Regions from separate parts of the Mus musculus genome. Here region 1 is linked to region 2. A link is a contact called in public Micro-C data. All regions are on one chromosome and are shown on one strand. The core of a region is the stretch at or near the end of the contact, and the rest is flanking DNA. Distances in the headings are between cores, read along the strand shown.

What was found. A called contact is a pair of places that touch in the nucleus more often than the background predicts.
Region 1: a Micro-C map of the G1E-ER4 cell line shows a contact between it and region 2, with 3 times the contacts expected there. The contact joins two enhancer-like sites. A contact is called at or near these places in 4 of 484 Hi-C or Micro-C datasets (the G1E-ER4 cell line, liver, myocytes and 1 more).

Annotation. Positions count from the first base shown.
Region 1 is chr3:132,881,532-132,888,729 of GRCm38.p6, forward strand. It overlaps Npnt (nephronectin), which reads right to left. Exons shown (of 14, transcript NM_001287101.1): 13 at 4,225-4,481; 14 at 214-2,982. The coding sequence ends at 2,899. Among named protein-coding and RNA genes, the nearest start is that of Gm29811, 6.5 kb to the left of the region's middle. Within about 2 kb of position 4,705, at least 33 of the 459 cell types and tissues checked have an H3K27ac peak or open chromatin away from gene starts, as enhancers often do. A contact at or near this core is called in the G1E-ER4 cell line, where this site is marked.
Region 2 is chr3:132,812,406-132,818,859 of GRCm38.p6, forward strand. Tbck (TBC1 domain containing kinase) reads left to right here. Exons shown (of 26, transcript NM_001163455.2): 25 at 2,785-2,944. Among named protein-coding and RNA genes, the nearest start is that of Gm30294, 38 kb to the left of the region's middle. Within about 2 kb of position 2,851, at least 21 of the 459 cell types and tissues checked have an H3K27ac peak or open chromatin away from gene starts, as enhancers often do. A contact at or near this core is called in the G1E-ER4 cell line, where this site is marked.

The DNA.
Region 1 (7,198 bases), core at 3,455-5,954, 71 kb after region 2:
GACAAGCATGGGTCCTCAGCGACCTGATCTCTCCCCTGTCTGGGCATGTGATGAGTGGGCTGTATATTTTTAACCCAGAAACCTTAATGATATCCGTGTTCGCACACTTCCAGGTTTTAAGAAGATTTTAGCATGGCTTTGAAACAGTAGTGTGTCACCTCGGGAGCCCAGTCCCAAAAATCAGAAGTCAAAAAAAACCAAGGAAGAGGCAGGTGGCAGTAGGAACAGTGATTTTTATTTACAAAGATTGCTTTTATTTGTTCATTTTGAAAACCACAAACAATTCTCACTTGAGAGAACATTAAATAATAAACAAGATGTTATACAGTACTTTGGATAACTTCCTCCATCAGTGTAGTGCAATGTCTTATTGGCACCTGGGAGTGAAATTCTCGATTACGTTCCCCTTTCTTCTGAATCAGCTGTGCAGTTACATGACCAAGAAGGAAATGAATCATTAAAAAAAATGGACCTAAGGACATCTTAGGTGCTCTTTACTTCTACTTCAGAAGCCCCAAATCTGTGTCTGTTGAGCTAAATGGCAAAGTCACTTGGAGCTGTTCAAAAAGCATTACCAGCTCGTGGAACTTGGAAGGCTCCTGGTGAGAAAGTGAGTCATGGAAGGAGGCAAGGACGAGGGCTAACGGTGCTGTGGTTGACACACCTTCAGTAGCCATGTTAACTTGTCAATGCAAGCCAGGCAATGCACCAGACAGGCTCTCTCTGCCTCATGTTTCTTGGGGGTCTCTTTGAAAAACAAGTCTAAGCATCGACTGAACAAACCGTGGGGGGTCGCACCCTTACCCAGGAATCAAACATTAACACCACCATATTAGGACATTATTAAGATTCGATAGCACCTGTGTGACACACCCTCTCCAGGAATAAAGAATTTGGGGATTTGTTCTGTTAATACTGCTGGGTTGGCTGTTGAGTGAAGACCCTTTCAGTGAGCTTGACATTTCCTTTTGTGCCCTTTACAGGAGGAGGCCAAGAGCAGAAAGTCTACCTTGGAGCTCAGTCCAAACTGCTCAGTTCTGAAGATGGTCATTATCATGGACTACTTTGGAGACCAAAGTGTCTTCTAGTGTCCATGATCAGGGACTTTACCTTGAAGTACGTACACCTTAAATACCTAACATTTTATGTAGTTTTTTTTTTTTTTTTAATGGAGGGAAGGGACAAAGAAGATAGAGAGGAAGAGAAGAGAACAGAAAGGGAGAGAGAGAGATGAAGGTAGAAGTAAGGGGGGGAGGAAAGAAGGAAGGGAGGGAGGAAAGAAGGAAGGAAGGGAGGGAGGGAAGGAGGGAGTAGGAGGAGAATGAATATGATCACACTTCTTTTTTGTAAAGGATTGGGCTTAGCAACTGTCCCTGCCAGGAAAGTCCCCCTCACACTCTAGCCTAAGCCTGTTCCCTCTGGTCCTATTCTCAGGACACATGGAGAACAGCCGCTCCCCAAGCTCTTGGTGCCAACCCTTCGCAGCCTGGAGGAGCCCCCACGGCCTGCCCCTCAGTCTTCTCTTCTCCAGGCAGAACACTCCCAGTTCCTTTAGTTTGTCACCATAGATCTTTTTTTCCAACCCTTTAATCATCTTTGTGTCTCCTGGCAAAAACAGCAGAAAATATTTTGATTACTTAATCAGAAGGGTGAGAAATGCTAAGGAGAAAAGTTGACTCTCTAAAGCTATGTGTTTTTTTAAAACAGCGGTCTGACAGGGAGGAGACGAAGTTGGGGCTCTGTCGATATTAAAATTCCAATCTTGTCCTCCTCGACAGTGCTAGTGTTGCTCCATCATCGGCAGCGTCACCTCTGTGCACAGGCCTGCTTCCTAGCCCAGCCTCAGGTAACACATTAGCTGCACTCGTGGAAACCTTGCTGATTTAAAGCACCTGTCTTATGGGCTGTCCTCTGGTCCTCCGCTCCCCCCCCCAGAATCTTTACAAAGCTTCTTACTGGTGGAGGCATGTAACAGTGGTGAAGGCTGTCAGTTTAAAGTATAACCGGAAGCATAGGGGTTTTATATATTAACTGCAGGTCCTTGCTTCCCTTGAATGGTTTTCTGAATAGGTCAAACTCAAGGACACAGAAACAAAGCCATCATGACACTACCCCAAGCCGCACACCTTTGCCAGTTTTCTTGCTGCTGGTTTAAGTCATAGCATAGATGACAGGTCACCATGTATTTTTTTTTTAACTCAGGGGATCATAAGCTGCCTTTGACCTTGCAACTAGAGTCTGTGGATATTCGGAACATGTAAATACTTATAGTAATAGCACATTTACACAAACACAGTACTGCTAACCAGGAAATTCCATGCCCACCCTATATAACTGTCTTTAACAGAAAGACACAGTTTACAAGAATAAATGCATCTTAATATGTTGCACACCCCTCCGTTATAAAGAATATGGATTGAGGTCAGGCCAGAAGTAACTGAAGTGAAAAAGATACACTAGTTTCACAAGCACGCTGTACATCATACTGTCATACTGTAAGCAAAGTCAGTACTACTCATGGTACAACACTGGACAGATCACAGAATACCATTTGCACAGAATGAAAACGTCTCCCGTAGTTGGCTAGCAGGCCCACTCTATAACCAGGATGAAGGATGGTCCCGGTCACACATGCCAAAGGCCTTCCTAAAGAAGACACCATATAAGGTAACACCCCAGAAGGGCCCGGAGGTGTCTCCAGATGCTCCTGTACTTCGAGAGTGTCACTGTTCACTGGGATTGCACCAAAACAGGCCACCGAGACCCGAGTCACCAAGCAACCTTCCTCCTGACCCACTCCTGCCCTAGGCCTGATAAGAGGGAGACAAGAGGGCAAGCATTGGGAAATGAGGGAGAGCGACAAATTCACTGCTAGCTCGGGAGCTGCCAGGGGTCTTCTCAGCAGCGACCTCTTTTCAAGCTCACATCATCCAATCCAATCTCCCCCGTGTGACCACGCCTTTTTTCACCTTTGAAGATGACCTAGGGAGAGAACGTATACACTGGTCAGGCCTCCTCTGCCCCTTTTCCCAGTGCTCACTCATGGAGCATGGTAAGGCAACCCTTCCCCCAAACCGAAGATCAGATTTCTATGGCAAGTGGGAACACTAGAGCTCAAGGGCCAGCCTCGTCCCGGGCCCTGGCCTTTCAGGATGCCCTCCGACTGATCGTCCAGCTGCTCATCAGACCGAAGGGCCCAGAATCAGTTACTCTTCAAACTGGCATTCTCACTACACACTCGTTTACTGCAGAAATGTTGGCAAAGTAGACAATGGTCAAAGATTACCAAGGTTTGGAAGGAAGAAGAGTAGAGTGTGACACAATGCTGAGGAAGTAGGGGCTAAAGAGCCCCCAGCTTTTAGAGATTTTACTCTTTCACATTTTATCCTCTGTAGGGTATCCCTGCTCCCTTAAAACTGGACCAGACCTTTCAATACTATGGCATGAAGCAATGCATTTAAAGAAGACAAAGGCAAAACGTACACAGGCATCTAATGACCCCCCTGAAAGCTGTAATGGGGTCTGTGCTTCTAATGTGGTCTCAAGAAACTCTGTAAGAATGATGTAGACACTTCAGGGCAAAGTTGTATAAGCGTCTACCTCAAGATGACATTTTCTGAGAGTCACCCGTTATATTTGGTGGCATGTGACAGATCATTTTCTCACTACCCAGAACTTGGTTATTTAAAATAAAATTTAAAAATTAAATACAAATAGCATCCCCATTCAATACTTCCACCATAACCCATCCTGAACAACACTGTTCAAACCTGGATCTGGGCTCCCACCTGGAGCCGCTTAACTCATCTTTGGGCCAAAGAGGGAAACGAATTTCAAAGAAACACTTAAAAATAGAAAGAAGAGCTACTGCAGCCGCAGAGGTAAAAGTTGGAAGGTTAAGGAACTGAAGGTAGAGGAAAAGCAGGCACTGTTAACCACAACACTCAGACCCTGGATGTGTTTATCAACTCCTTTTTTTCCCCTTAAATTTTCTATTACTGATTTTCTCTCATTGAAAACGATTGATCATCACAATTGAGCGAGGGTCTGGTGGTCAAGGTTGCAATGAAGGAGGATGAAGAAGCAGAAAAGAATTCCAGGAAGAGGCGATGGATGGAGCCCTCCAGGAAAAGCCACAAAACACTGGCCCTGAATTGTACAGCGCAAGGCTCCTTGCCAGGCTCTCCCATGAAAGCAGCACTTCCGTTTGGGGGATCTACTTACGCTTTTGACGTCAGCCCCTCGCAAGGTGATCTGGGTTTGCCTCCAGCCATGGCCACCATTTCTTCCCCACAGGGCTGCTCCGTGGGTACCGTGTTTCCTCACAAACACCTGCAGTGTGCCCGAGTGCAGCCCAGTCACCTTGTGCCTAAAGGACAGGCACAGGTCCCCTGAATGCATGAGGTGGCCGAGACGTAACACCAAGCGAGCGGCTTTTCCCCCCGGGGCTTTGGCTGCAGACACTGTGAGATACTGTCCACCTGCAATGGCAAAGCAGGGCCTCTTTCTAGCACAAACTGCACGGACAGGAGATTTTTAATAAACTTCATACTGTAACATTCATTGATGAAGAATCTCAGATCTCTATGAAGAAAAACAATAGCTTATTTCTACGCCTGTTGTAAATGCTATGATGTTCACAAATAACACCCACGTACTTTGCCCACAGAAGACAACGCATCATGAGTTCAGGATTAGTAACCGAACACTGGCTGTTTCCTTGGAATAGAGTCTCACACCCCTACCACATACATGAACTGCCTCCTGATCCTCACCATCTCTGTGCTGGTGGGCATCCCGCGCTGTTTTAGTAAAAATGACCCAAAATTTCCCTGGTAAGATTTATTTGTAGACAAGTAATCTCAGGGCAATAAAACGCACAGCTTGTATACACACACATACATACAAGTTAAAAACTGTATATCTCTGTCTATGTGTCTGAATGTCTGTCTTGTTGTATCTAAGAGAACATAAAAACTTAATAAAAGCCCTCCACTTTTGACAAGTCACCTTGGCTGACCTCAGACCCCAACATCTATAGAGCAGTGCAATTTAAAAAAAAAAAAAAAAAAAAGAGCTAAGCACCAGTAAAGTGGGGGCAGCTGCTTGCAAGGGAAGGTTATGAGTGTTTCAAAAGCCAGCGCTTCTACAGATGACAATTCCTGCAGGCGGTTTTTGTCACAGGCGATTGAGGGTTTCAACATTGGGTCCATGGGAAGAATGTGGTTGGAATCCTGGGCACTTGTTATCTGCTGTGGGAGAAACCTCACTTCCTTTTCAAAGACACCATCACCATCACCATCACCTTACGATTCATTTCTACACCACATGGCCAGAGACTTGGGTGTTTTTCTCTACCAAGTTCCTGTTGGCATTTCTCCTAGGTAACAAAGGACTTTGAGTTACTGTGATATACCCTCGCCCCGTGCTAAGTGTTCCCTGCAGGCTGCAAAAGCTGAAACCAGTCAGTCCCATCCCTACCTCAAACTTCCCCACCAGCATCCTAGGACAGAGTGGAGAAAATTAAAGTTATTTGTATAGCTGATGTTCCAAAAATATAGCAAAAATAAAATAAAATAAAATAAAAAAATAAAAAATTTTTAAAAAGCCAGAAATTTGCTGACTCATGTACCGAGTCAATGAAAACACAAAGCAAACACAAGGCGTTGGCTTCCTCCTTCCTTATCTTGGCTCCCTTTCCTCACATATTGACAGCCCCAAAATACTGGGCCAAAAGTTTTATGTGCATGTTAAGTGTCTGTCTAAGTCTGCGTCTGTGGTTAAGGGTAAGGTAAGATTATTACGGTGAACCTGCCAGGTTCAAGAAAGCAGGGATTATCTTAAGCCCTAAGGAATGTATGCTAATACCATTTTCGAGACACTGCATGCAAACAGCACATCGAACAAACCAAGGTGCCCAAGATCCCAACAACCCTTTTCTACACATGTTCAAAACTCTACCATTGTAACAGTGAGGAACACGGCTGCTTCACTTCTTCCTCCATGCAGCCGCGCTGACTTGGGTTTAAGTTCTCTTTAATTTTGTTCACCGGGTGACTCATTGTTGGGAGGAGCGGGAATGCCCACACGCCATAGCACGCATGTACAGCTCAGAGGAGTATGGTTGGAATTCCCCAGCACTCCGAGGACCCATTCTGAAGGGCATATTGACACGTGCACTTGCTCAGTCTGTCAACTCTCTGCCATCTTATGCTCTTTCCATCCTTTTCTCCAATCTAAAACATTATTTGCCAATTCCCTTAGGGTTCCAGGGGACATTTTCCGAATGACCACAGACCCTCACAACTGGATTAAGAGGTCATCTCATCTCAGGTGAAGCTTTAGTCCTTTAACAACATCTTAGCAGAGGCCACCCCACCAAACATCTCCAGCAGAAGGCTCTTCCCCTCATATCAGTCTGCTCTTTCTAGTAGCTCTCCTGAATGTTCTTTTTGAGAGTTTAAATCCATCTACATTGTTTTCTGGCACAAATCCTACCTCTTATGCCTGTTTGAATCACAAAGAACAACTGGTCAACCTTGGGTCAATTGTTTCAAAGCAGTACATTCTGTTGCTTCTTCTCCAGGTGAAACATTTTGGCCTTTACCTACTTTTCACAGGTCAAGGAAGAAACACCTCTCCATCCAGAGACATACTCTCTGAATGATGTGCAACTAAGTCCTAGATAAGAACGGCTGCCCAGAAGTGGACCAATCACTTCACCATAGCATAATTTATATTGTAGAAAAGAATCATACCTATAGACATGGTCTATCTTCTTAAAACAAGTGTCATGAGATTCACCCATAATAAAGTCCTTATGTACCAAATCCTTCACATTTAGGTCTTGCTTGCATCTTTCCACAGTTGTGGTTGGTTTCTAGAGCTTGAGACATACTTACCATCAGAGTTTATCTCTGTGTGTAGCCCATTAACCTAACCTCATGGATGCTGGATTTGTTAACACACACAATCACTTTCTACTCTGAGTCACAATTAGGTCAAGTTTTCTTCAGTATCTAAATTCCATTTCCATTTCATCCAAGTTTGTTTGTTTTGTTTTGTTTTGTTGTTTTAAATAAAAACTAGAAACCAGCCTCTGGGAGGCAGATCTGTGCTCAGGGGTTAACCCAGCTAAGCTGCTGCCATGGCTGCCACGATCTTTCCATTTGCTCTGCTCTAACACAGTCCGATGACC
Region 2 (6,454 bases), core at 1,601-4,100:
GTAACCAAAACTGTTTTCTTCCCTGTCAAACATACTAAGACAAAAGAGACTGCTTGTTGTAATTGCAGTGACTGTAACTAGGCCTGGCTCTTTCTCCTCTGCTGTTTGCCAGAAACGCAGTTATGGGTAGGAGATGGGGAGGCTTGACAGTCCTGTGTGTCCAAACATCTGTGCTCACTCAGTCTCTGCCTCTTGACAGTGTTCTGGGAAGGGTGTCCTTAGATGGTTTCCAGGACCGTTCTACATGAGGAAACTGTGGTCTAAGGCCCTGCTCCTTTGTGTTTTGTTTCCTAAAGCATGATGGGAAGAACGACTTGAAGTATTTTGGGGTTTGGACAGAACTTTCCTCTTCTCCAAAACTCTTATTTTCATCATATTTTGTCAAGCATTTTGACATTTAATCCCCATTTTAAAAAATCAAACCATAAAGCATAACTAACAGAAAATTCTGCAAATAACAAGTTTATAACATACTTTTAATGACTAAAAGGCAATATAGACAAGTCTCCTTTAAAAGTATATACTAAATATCATGTAAAAATTATTCCTATGTGTCTTTGATTTTAGATAATGATGTTGAACATTTATATGCAGATGAATTACTTTTAAAACCATATATTCACAGAATTTAACTTTGAGCAGTTTTTCTTCTAAAGTAGATGATTCTAGTTTTTTTATATACGGTATTGTATTATTCTATATAGAGGCATTCAAATGTGATTTTTATGTTCTAAACACATCTAATGAGTCTTTCCTCATTTTTGAGAAAGAAAATAAGATTAATCCAAGTTTGCCTCAAGTACCTAGCTCTGCCCTCCACACCATCTTCCCTGCCAGCTATAGCATGAAGTAGTAGGATTATCTAACACAAACATCATGGCCAAGGGGCACCCTGTCCCTAGGGCATGTCTGAGGCTGTTCAAACAGGAAGGAAGGAACAGGTGGGCTGTGTGGACATGCCTGCCCCTGCGCTTAGCTAGGATAGATCTGCATTGATTTTGCTGCTGTAAAACTGCTAAGTCAGGTGGATCTCAGTCCAGAAGTGCTGGCTGAGAAACACAAGGTCCTACTGCAGCTGCTGCAGGCCTGCTGAGAAGAAATGAGCGGCCGGACTCCTGGTTGGCATTTTAAATACCACTCTTAAGATATCTACTGAATATTTTTAAGTATTTTCAGGATTCTTATTTTTAAAGACCCCATTGTTCCTGAAGATTACCATTGAGACTCTAGGATAATTGTTTTTGAGAGACTAATGCCACCCGGGCAGTGGTGATGCACACCTGAAGTTCAAGGGTCCTCGACCTGTGTTTATAAATAGTCTCCCCATTCTACACTTCTCTAAGCAAGTCCACTGAGATTCCAACATGAATTGTATCTCACATTTCTTTTAATATTCATATTAAATGTTTTCTTGTGCCTGCTACCTTCTAGAAAGGAGGAGCCCGGATCTGTCCACTCTCCTTGAGTGAGGAGCGGGGAAGCCTGCAGCCTGAGCTCATTGATAACTACTGTTTCAACATAGATGGTTCCCTCCCACACTGAGACATGCAGAGGGGAAACAGTACTTGCTCGGGTCATAGCCTTTTAAACTATCACTTGTCTTAGTCCCTTATGTGACAGTTTAGGGGAGGGGGCTCTATTGAATACAGAGATGGCCTTTCATGGTAGTCAACAGTGATTATTATTAAGAAAGGAGCTATAACCCAAATTTCTCATTAACTAGGTACACAGTTTCCTTTGTGCTTTTCCCCACAGCAGCACTCAAGTGCAAATCCAGTATCCTGCTTTTCTGCTTAGAATACATGGGTTTTCCTTACTGGCAGAAAAAATATCGTTCTCACAAACAGCACAGGCACAGTCCAGCCTCCACCTCCCTTTATCTCACACTTAAATTCCACGGTGTTGTCCTTCCCCGCCTTAGCTGGGTATATGCTCCCTCCGCCCCACTGTGACTACAAAATCTCCGCCTCAGCTCCCCATCCCTCCTCCACTTCCTTCCACTTCTTTGTCCTAACTTCTATCTGTTCTTCAGGATTTAACCTTACCATCACCCCCTCAGCAAACCCCGCCCCATCCTCTCAAACCAATGTAATCTACCCAGTAGCTCATACCTCTCTTTTACAGTTTTCTGGGTATAACCATGTCCTTTTAATTTCCAAAGTTCTATTTTTAATTAATTCATCCGATCATACTCTAATTACTTAGTAAAGAGTGTGTGTGTGTGTGTGTGTGTGTGTGTGTGTGTGTGTGTGTGTGTGAGCTCCTGCTTAATGGATGACTTTATTTCCTAAACTAACAGTGATAGTCACTTTGAGCATCAGAATTCTAAAGTATAAGAAGCATAAGATATGGCACCTTCTGGAGGATATGAACTCAGAATAATGGATATGTCAGCTGAGTTTGCTGGACACATTAACCTGCAACAGAACAGTTTCCAGCTGGGGCTGGTGACCTCTAACAGTTCTAAATGAAGTCTGACTTAGCATCTACTTTGCAAATATTTTTCAGTATCAAATTTGCCCTGAGACAGTGGACTTTGAACTATGCCCGGTTGTGCTGGTGAACATGATAGCACACAGGCTGTAGCCAGTTGAGGACCATGGCTTAACTGGGTCAGGGTTGCTTTCAGTTTCCACTGATGAGTACGTCTCTTCCTTTCTCTGTTCCACTTTATTCTGAAATTTAATTTTCTTCCTCCTTAGAGAATCTCACTTTGTTCAAATAAAATACTCAGGTGAACATGGAAATTTTTTAAAAAACAGTTTTCCTTAAGCTCCCTGTCAGCTTCGTTCGCGGGCACATTGCAGGCAGCATCAACATCCCATTCAGCGCAGCGTTCACGGCAGAAGGAGAGCTCAGCCAAGGCCCTTACACCACCATGCTGCACAACTTCAAGGGGAAAGTCATTGTGGTTGTAGGCCACGTGGCTAAGCAAACAGCTGAGGTAAGTGTCCCCAGAGATGTCCTCAACTGTTCCTGCCTACTGTCTAGGTTGTCGAAAATGTGTTTCTTCAGAGATAAGTTTCTTATCTTTCTTCATAGATAAGTCTAACTGTATGGATCTGTCTGCATTCTTACCAAGAGGAGCAGGCCTCTTATGGAAGCCTTCTTCCCCCCACACACAGTCCAGTTTTCAGCATCAGGATGAATAGTAGGAAGCTTAGGAAACCCCAATAGTAGCTTCTGATGTTGTTTGTCAAAAGTCTGCATGTTAAGACCTTAGTTGTAAGTTGGGTAATACTAAAAGGTCGGACTTAAGAGTGGGCCCTAGTGGGAAGTCCTGTGGTCAGTGGAGGTCTGTCTATGTAAGTGCCTGTGGGACCGAGTGTGAACACCAGTGGGACTTCTACAGTACTACCATCCACAGTGGGCACTGACTGTAGGCCTTTGGGCTCCCTGCCTTTGCAACTATGAGCTAATTACACCTCCTTTCTTTATAAAGTTAGCTGCCTCCATTACCAACATTATTATGTTATATGAAACATAAATTAATATGATGGCATAGGTTTTCAGGGTTTTTGGTTTTTGTTTTTTTTTTTTTTCTAACTGGTTTTTTGACATTTCAAAAGCACAGAGAGAACTTCTGTGAGAGCAGCAAGGCTGAGCGCAGGCTCTGAAGCTGCCCTGGTGGGGCCTGTTGGGCTTGGGAGACTTCTTTACCCAGAAACTCAAGGGCCAAGTGTCCGTCAGATCATGAAACAAGAGTTGAGCAGATTGAGAGAGGAACTGCTGAGTAATTCTAAGCAAACTGACAAATAAAAAGTACATGTGATGACCAAAACTGCCACCATGAGGGGAGGGGGGGAGAGAGGGAGGGAGGGAGGGAGGGAGAGAGAGAGAGAGAGAGAGAGAGAGAGAGAGAGAGAGAGAGAGAATATGAATGAGAATGGAGCCTGCTGTGATTGGTAAGGCAGGCCTTTAATTCAAACACTTGTGAGTCAGAGACAAGTGGATCTCTTTGAGGTCAAGGACAGCCTGGTCTAAACAGCAAGTGCCAGGGCTATGTAGAGAGTCCCTGCCTCAAAAGAAAGAGAAAAAGAAAGAAAGGAAAGACAAGACAAGACATCAGAGACAGCTCTTGCTTTCTTGCTCTAACTCTGTCCTCTTTTCCCTTTACTCTCTCTCTCCATTTCCCCCCCCCCGCCCCCCCCTCTCTCCATGTGCTTATAGCCGGCCTCTGCTTGCTTGCTCGGTTTCTTTCTCCCTCTCCCTCTCCCTCTCCCTCTCTCTCTCCCTTTCTCTACTACCCTCTCAATTTCCCCTCCCCATGTCCTGAATAAACTCTATTCTATACTTTAAAAAAAAAAAAGACATCAGAGACTACAGCATACAAAAGCCAAGCAGAGCAGGGTTGCAGATGACATCTTCAGAGTCAGTAGAGAACGTAGCTGTTGCGCTGATGCAGAGCCTGACCCATCCAAGCCTTTCCAGAAGGTGTAAAAGAATTTTCCCCAGGAAAGTAGCAGTTACTAGGGGAAGACAGGCTGAGCTGTCCCAGCTTTACCAGTCAAACAAACCCCATGGTGCTAGGGCAGAATGAATAAGGAGACCAAGGAAAAGTCAAGGAAGAGCAATATTTGTTGGAAAATCAGGAGTGGAGTTAAAAGTATTCCCATTCAATTTCCTTTATGTCTCTATTAAAGGGACAAACTTTAAATATGTTGGGTTTTTGTTTGTTTTTTAATGTGGGCAACATGAGAATGTGAAGAATTTTAGACATAGTCTTTAAGTATCCAAAACTTGGTGGGCAAGATGGCTCAGTGGGTAAAGGTACTTTCTCCAAGTCTGACAAGGTGAGTCTAGTCTCTGAGATCTACATGGTGAGCAAAGGACTGCCACAGGTTGTTCTCTGACTTCCGTGTGTGTGTGTGTGTGTGTGTGTGTGTGTGTGTGTGTGTGTGTGTGTGTGTGGAATGTGTGTATGCCTTTTCAGCATTGTCTTGTCTGAACTGAGATAGGAAGGCCCCTCCACTTCGTGGTGCCACACCTAGATTATGTAAGTGGACAAAGGAAGCTGAGCATCTTGTATTAACAGCCGCTTCCAGCTCCTGTCACCTTGACATGATAGGCTATATACCTTTGCATTGTGAGTCAAATAAAATCCCTTCTTCGTTGCTTTTGTCAAGTTTTTTAAATCATAGCGAAAGCACAGAACTGGATGCTCACAGTCATCTATTGGATGGATCACAGGGCCCCCAATGGAGGAGCTAGAGAAAGTAATCAAGGAGCTAAAGGGATCTGCAACCCTATAGGTGGAACAACAATATGAACTAACCAGTACCCCCCGGAGCTCATGTCTCTAGCTGCATATGTAGCAGACGATGGCCTAGTCAGCCATCACTGGGAAGAGAGGCCCCTTTGTATTGCAAACTTTATCTGCCTCAGTACAGGGGAATGCCAGGGCCAAGAAGCAGGAGTGGGTGGGTAGGGGAGCAGGGCGGAGGGAGGGTTTAGCGAACTTTTGGGATAATATTTGAAATGTAAATGAAAATATCTAATAAATAAATAAATAAATAAATAAATAAATAAAATCATAGTGAAAGCAAAAGTAGCTAAGACAAGGTAGAATTATTCTACCCATCTCAAATGAGAGAAATTTGGATTCAGTTTACCTAATGTGCCTACCCAGAGCCCCACTCACAATACCTCTTATCACTCTGAAGTGCTGCCTTTAGCTCAGCTCCAGAGGCTTGTGAGTCTGAATGCTGCCATGTGCCCAGGCTTTAAAACTAGCTTATTCTGACTTTGTGCACAGCATAGCAGTTCATCCCAGTGCACGAAACCAAAACCTTAAGTACACTTTACCAGATTATGGTCCCATTTTCATTAAGTAGTCACCACCATTAAACAGTTTCTAATAGGTTTAAAAAAACTCTTTAAACTGCCAACTCCTTCCAAACATCCTAATCATATTAATCTGTGTCATTTATCTAATTTTGCCATAAGGTAAAACATATCTGTCAATACATAGATTATTTCTATTAAGACATCAATAATCTGTTATGTACAAACCAATAAATCTAAGTTCAAAATATGAAGGAAATACAGAAAAATGCATACTCACATGTAGTATAGGATCGGTAACTAATGAATCATCTTATTCTAAATTAGCATCATGTTTATTAGAAGTCATGTCCTAGTAATTTCCTTTTAAATCCCTTTTGCTGTATCATTATAGACAATAAAGATTAAACAAATTATATGCACAGCTACTAATGCCTCAGTCCAGTAACCAGTAACTTATTTGTGATAGTTTTAAATTGGGATAATAATAAATAATAATAAATTATAAATAATAATAAAATAATAATTTATTCTAATTGGATCTATCTTTAATGATGTTTCCCAGCAAAGGTCAAAGACAACTTCAGACACTTATTTGTACTGTTTTGTATTTTCCTCTGCTACCCAGACCTGCACAGCAGTATAGGTGCTTCCCTCATAGCCACTGAAT